Linked DNA regions of Rattus norvegicus: region 2 is linked to region 1. The links are chromatin contacts, called in public Hi-C maps. All regions are on one chromosome and are shown on one strand. The core of a region is the stretch at or near the end of the contact, and the rest is flanking DNA. Distances in the headings are between cores, read along the strand shown.

The links. A called contact is a pair of places that touch in the nucleus more often than the background predicts.
Region 2: a contact with region 1 is called in a Hi-C map of frontal cortex, with 1.7 times the contacts expected there. The contact joins two enhancer-like sites. A contact is called at or near these places in 2 of 12 Hi-C or Micro-C datasets (Schwann cells and frontal cortex).

Annotation. Positions count from the first base shown.
Region 1 is chr2:245,156,953-245,160,079 of GRCr8, forward strand. The region is part of intron 1 of St6galnac3 (ST6 N-acetylgalactosaminide alpha-2,6-sialyltransferase 3); the gene reads right to left. Among named protein-coding and RNA genes, the nearest start is that of St6galnac3, 150 kb to the right of the region's middle. Within about 2 kb of position 1,614, at least 50 of the 93 cell types and tissues checked have an H3K27ac peak or open chromatin away from gene starts, as enhancers often do.
Region 2 is chr2:245,236,452-245,239,578 of GRCr8, forward strand. All of the region lies in intron 1 of St6galnac3 (ST6 N-acetylgalactosaminide alpha-2,6-sialyltransferase 3), which reads right to left. Among named protein-coding and RNA genes, the nearest start is that of St6galnac3, 67 kb to the right of the region's middle. Within about 2 kb of position 1,685, at least 20 of the 93 cell types and tissues checked have an H3K27ac peak or open chromatin away from gene starts, as enhancers often do.

The DNA of each region.
Region 1 (3,127 bases), core at 364-2,863:
ACCTACATCCATGGTGCAGTTCTCAAAACTACAGAGTCATAGCAATGGAAACAAGCGGTTTCCCCTGAGCTGCCACAGCAAGGAACAGCACACAATGCCCCTCCCCTTTATGAAGTTAGTGAGAGCATTCTGTTTAGGCTCCACCCCCACAGTTACCTGGCAACAGCCAGCTATGCCTGACACTATAAGAGGGGCTGTTTGCTCCCTCCTCACTCTCTTGCTCCCTCTTGTTCTCTCTTGCTCTCTTGCTCTTACCCTCTTCCCCCTTTGTCCCTTCTTTCCCCATTCCCCTTCCCCCTTCTCTCCACATGCTCATGGCCAGCCTCTACCCTTCTATTTCTCTACCCACCCACCCCCTCTCTCTCTGCCCTACCACCCTCCTAACTCCCCTCCCCCGTGCCCTGAATAAATTCTATTCTATTCTATACCTCCTGTGGCTGGTCCCTCAGGGGGAAGGAATGCCTCAGCATGGGCTCTGGGCTCACAGAGGGACCCCCTTTCCGTACACCTCACCACACCTCCATAGAACATATCCCACATCTCCTTATCTTTTTATCAACACAACAGTTAGTAACTGCAACTTGGTGTGGATCCTTCTGTTGTTTCTGCACCAAGTACTTTCTTTGTTTGGGCTCAATTACCTGACAAAAGCAGGCTCTCCTGCTAGGCCCAGGGGAGCATCCCTCCATTTCATATGTGGGAGGCTTTCCGGATTCATCTGTGAATTGCTAATAAAAGCCAATCATATCTCTAAACTCAATATGTTGAAATTTTTATTTTCTGGCATATCACAGGGCAACGACAGCTGAATGAGAAACGCAGGGGGGTAATAAGGCCAAAAAATCTCACAGGCTCATAGAAGCAGTAACAAGCTTCCCAAGGTCTGGGGGACAGCCTTGAATTTAGCTTTTGCAGAAGGTTGAGCCTGGTGAAATAAAAGCTGGCTATTGTCTCTCCTCTACCACGTTGCCACTGTCAGGAGGGAGCGATTTCTCACAAAACAGCTTTTGAAATTTTACCCAATGCTAACTCTGCCCACTGCTTACCAAAAATGGAAACAACACAAGAGAAAGATAATTGTCGTTTTCTTCTCTCACAAAAGAGACTTCTAGCAAAGTGAACAGGGGGCAGAAATCAAAAACTCTTCATGCACCAGCTCTGGCATCCTGATGAAGGGTTAGTCGCTAATCCCCCGATGGTTACTTAATTGCAGCTAAACACACCACTATCCAGCTTAACATTCCTCTCCTTCCTGGAGCCTCCCAGCACTGTTCTCTGAACCACTCTCAGGTCTAGAAATAGCAACTGTCCTAAAAGCGCAGGCAAGAGACACACCAAACCCTGCTGTTAGCATCCATCTCTATAGCATTTCATGGCTGTGAGATCTCCTGGGAACATTCCAACAATCCCTTCCACTTCCTCATTCTCTGCAGAAGCAGAAAAAATGCAGGCATTTGCCAGGTCATGAGAAAGAGTCCATCCAGACCCATTTTCAGTCACAGAGCCCTGCTCCCAGTCCATCTAGCAACAGTTCCCCCTCATAACCACTGGCTTAGTCATGGAAGGGCTTTGAATGAATGAAAAGATTGTGAGAGCTGTATACTCTTCCACAGAGGTCCATGGAAGACACGAGTCAGACATGGGAACTGGTTAGAATCAGCAGCCAGAACACTGCCAACTACCAAGTCAGGGGGCCAGACAAGTGCCCAAGCCTTAGTTGAATACGCTTGGCTTCCAGACTTAGAATCTTTGTAGGGAGGGGAGTAGTTAGACTGTATGGCAGTATGGTGGCCATGATGTAATTAAACATACCTTAAATAAGAATGGAGAAAAGAGTTCTGTGTTTCAATAGAAAAGGCATTCTAGGGCTAGAGCAATACTAGCTCTTGATGCTAACCCTACCTTTGCTAAAGTAATTCCCAGGCAAGCAAGGAGACCTGAGTTTGACCTCCCAGCCACCATCTAAAGAGCTAGGTGTTCTTGTAATCCCAGAACTAGGGAAGCCAATATAAGTGAATCCATGGGGTTCCCTGGCCAAGCAGCCTAGACTATTCTGTAACTATCAGGGCAGTGAGATACCTGATGAACACACTTAAGATAACCTATGGCCATCACACACATACACCCTCACATATACATGCATGTGCACGCAGACACACACACACACACACACACACACACACACACACACACACACAGAGACAGAGACAGAAATTCTACAAGGGTCAATGAATGTTCTAAGAAGTCTGACACTTCACAATGTTTTTGAGACCTAGTATGTTGACCTAGTCTCTATCACACTCTCCAAAACTTGGATTCTGCCCTGTAATGGCACAGGCTTCATATGTAAATGAGTCCTCTGTATGTAAATGACTCCATGCATATGCAAATCACTCCACCTTTGGGCAAGATGACCAGAGGTTATCAGGGACTTCAGGGAACTCAACAAGCATTTCTACTCCCTTTTTCCAAACGTTCTTTGTTTCCAACTTTCTAAAGGAAGAGTGACACAGAAAAAAGTCTGTGGCTTGGAGATAATTCTAAGGCTGGATCCTGTCAAGTCGACTTCTTTTTAGAGGGAAAGATCATACTCTTCCCTACATCCCCTCACATCCCTGTCCGTCCAGGGAGTAGAGCTTTGTGCTTCTGTTTCCTATAAAAAACTGACAGTTATCCCAGTACACGGAGGCCCAAGTGTGCACAATAACACAGAGCAAGCAGCATGAGACACAAGTGACCAAACTATTCTAAAGCCTCTCTTCCTCCAACACGTGTGAAGCCATCCAAAGGAGAATCTGATCGATCAGTTCATGACAGGCAAGAGTGATTTAATCTCTGACACTCGGCAATAAGGCCGACTTCCTCAGCAGTCTGGGCTCCAGGAGAGACCTCCTTCTCACTCTCCTCTTCACAAACCTCATTTCAATTGAACGCTATCACGGAGCAGCTTACCAATTAAATCAAGACGTCTCAATATTACAGAAGAGAGATTCTTAAATGCAATAACAGCATTTCTCAGCTGTGTTTACAGCCTCGGACATTGCCAGTTAAGTACCCCCAAGGAGAAATTCTAGGAAGAATTTCACTGTGCACAATTCCAATTCAGTACTTGAGCCTCGCATTTTTC
Region 2 (3,127 bases), core at 435-2,934, 80 kb after region 1:
CTCATGTGTAAAACGTTCATTCCAGTCATCGATGAGATAGACGCTGTATCAACAGTAAAACCAGAATGCCCTGTGGCGAGAGGGAAAGGCACCAGCCCCACTCCAAGCTTTATGAGAGTGAATGAAGAATGCACCTAGCTGAATCCCCTCCCCACGCAGGCTGTGGATGCTGTGATTCACGCAGGTGCTCTTGGGCAAGCCCATGTGTTTTTTAAGCCCTGGAGAAGTAGAACTATGGAAGACTCAACTTACTCTTGGCTATTCTAGAAGGTAACGCTATCCATGTCTATCAGGAGCAGACGATTTCCTATGACAGCTGAAAGGCCAGTAGAGGAGACATCTCCGAAGACAGTCAAAGAAATGCAAATTAAAGAAAGGATGTTGGGTGTGTTAGGTGCTAGTGAGGAAGCTTGATGACCTGAGGTTCATCCCACATGACAGATGGAGAAAACCAATTCCCAAGAGCTGCCCTCTGACCTTCACAGGCACACCCAGAAGAAGCATGCACGCAAGCCCTGTAAACATGATTTTTTAAATGGATAATTTCTCCTTCTTTTCTGAAAAAAATGATGCAGTATTCCTTTGCACTAACCAGAAGGATACATGGAAAAGCTTGACGTATTGGCATATCGATTACTGAAGACCTAAGGAAAGAGACACTAGAAACCACCTCCAAGGAAAGTCTGGAGTATTCTTCCCATTCCAGGACAGAAGTAGCATCCAGTGTCTTCAGACTGTGACTTATCTTAAGACCCAGGCCCTCCCTTCTGAGAACTCCAAAGTACGGTTTGGACAACCTTTTCCAAGACCAATATCCCTTTCCCAGAGGTTCTCGATGGCTCACAGACTTTCACCTTTGGGCTCCAGATGCATCAGAGAAAGAAGACAGAACTGAAAATCTAGAAACCATCTAAGAATCAGACCAGGACCAAGTGGACCCTCCAGAGTTTCCAGCAGACATGGCAAATCCCATGGCTGGACACAAGATGGCTGACCAGGCTTCCAGTCTCACGGGTTGAGAATCATTCTCCGTCACGGGGTTCATCTGTTTGGTTCATGATCAACACCGTCCTGTGTGCCTTCCCCAGGGCAGACTCTACAGAGGCCGCATTGTCTAGAGGCTCCACACTGAGCACCACACAGGGCTTTGGGGCTCTCCGGATCCACAAGGGAGCCCGCCTGCTCCACAAACAGCCTTGGCTTGCATCTGAAGAAAGTGTGTAGAAGCTGGACCTCTGTCGTGGCTCTCCCACCTTAGGCCCCGCCACAGCCATTTAAATAACTTTGACCTTAATGAGCCACTGATGAGACAGTGGCTGTCAGGCTCCCCTGGCATGGACTCCAAGGATCCTTGGAAAAGCAAAATGCCAGACACCCAAGTAAACACTTAAGATACAACAATGCCAAACAGACATGATTAGCAAATGCCTCCAAAAATATGAGCTTCCCCGGGAGACATTATTTACACACTTGGCCATTTTTTCCCCTCTCTTTCTGTGGCTCTCAGAGAGGATTTAGTCCTCTGATAATTTTTCACTCAGGGAAAGACAAAGGCATCCAGGGCGGAAAGGAAGACGCTGCTCCATGAATCAAATCCAGTCTGTCTCACACGTCACAGAGGATTTAAATTTCTGTTCTGAGTAACGATTAGAAAGAGGGCTACAGCCGTTGTCAGGGGGCCTGGCTTCTCACCTCAGTCCAGGAACTGCTCAACAGTGAGGCCCTGGTTGCCTTTCTGAGGTCTGGACTCAGTGGTCTCACAGATCATATCTAGGTTCCTGCCTAGGACTCCCGTGGCTCCCATGGCCTCGGGAATGTGGCTGAGGGCTGGGGGGTCCACTCTCACATGTTTCTGTTATGTGGCAGCCTCTGCCTGTCTCAGAGGCTCTAGGCTGGCGAAGTCTTCACCAACCAGGCAGGGTGACCCAGAGGCTCCCGTCTGCCCGGACAGAACTGAGCTCCAATCCTCAGCAGGGTCTGCTGCTGCCGGGATTGCTGGACTGGAACACACCCTCCCTGCGCTTCCCTAGTCCATTCCTCTCTGTACAGTTTTCTGGTACTCGCCCACAGAAGGCTCTTGAACTAGAATCCTTTTTACAAATCCAGATGGGAGGAAAAGTCCTTGGTCCTGTGAAGGTTCGTTGCCCCAATAATGCCAGGGTGGTGAGGTGGGAGTGGGTGGGTGGGAATGGGAGCATTCTCATAGAAGCAGGGGGATGGGGAGGGGGAGGGAGGGGGAGGGGATAACACTTGAAATGTAAATACATAAAATATCCAAAAACATTAAAATTTTAAAAAAAAGAGAAAAGAAATCCGGACTGACACAGAGACAGCAGCTTTCTAGCAATTCACCCTCCTGAACCGGTTGATTTTTCTCCAGAGCTGACCCCACAGCAACCTTGGGGAGAAGCCTCATTTTCCTATGGCTCAGAGTCTCTGAAAGCTGTGGCTTATTCCTGGTAGCTCTCACCGGTGAAAAGTAGAGCCGTCCCACCATTCTGTCACCTGCTCTCTGTGTGCTAGCAACCATCAGTGCTTCTCTCTTAGAAAGGGCCCAAAAAAAGCAGGCTAAGTTTGAAGTGGCTGATGCGGGCCTTGAACCTGCCATTTCACAGTCCATGGACCTGAAATGTCAGTGTTCCCTAACAGTGGTGCTAATGGCTGAGCTCCGCCAACCTTGGTTATCTCAGATAGAAAGAAGATGAACCGCTTCCAAGATGTCCTCCAACAACTGTACAGCTACTGGTCCCCAAGCTGCTACACCCATAAGCCACCACAGGGCCACCACGGGGCCACCACAGGGACCTCTGCACCTGACAGAGACCCTTTCGTTACCACCATCCTGATAACGCAGAAGTAAGACTCGAATTCGGAGCGCGTGCTGCCTGCGGCTGTCTGAATTCACAGCTAAGGTGAGATCTCAGCGCCCTGCCAATTCACAGGCTGGACGGAGGACAAGGCCATTGCCGCCTTGCAGCAGGAAGCTGGCAGCAATCCCCACCACAGCCAAAGTCACCGAGAAGATAGGCTAAACCCGCAGGGATACACTAAGGTGGGTGCACCTGCACAGATGGACAAGAGCAATCAGGGGAGAAGACCAACCTGGGCGGAGGATGAAGAAATCTCA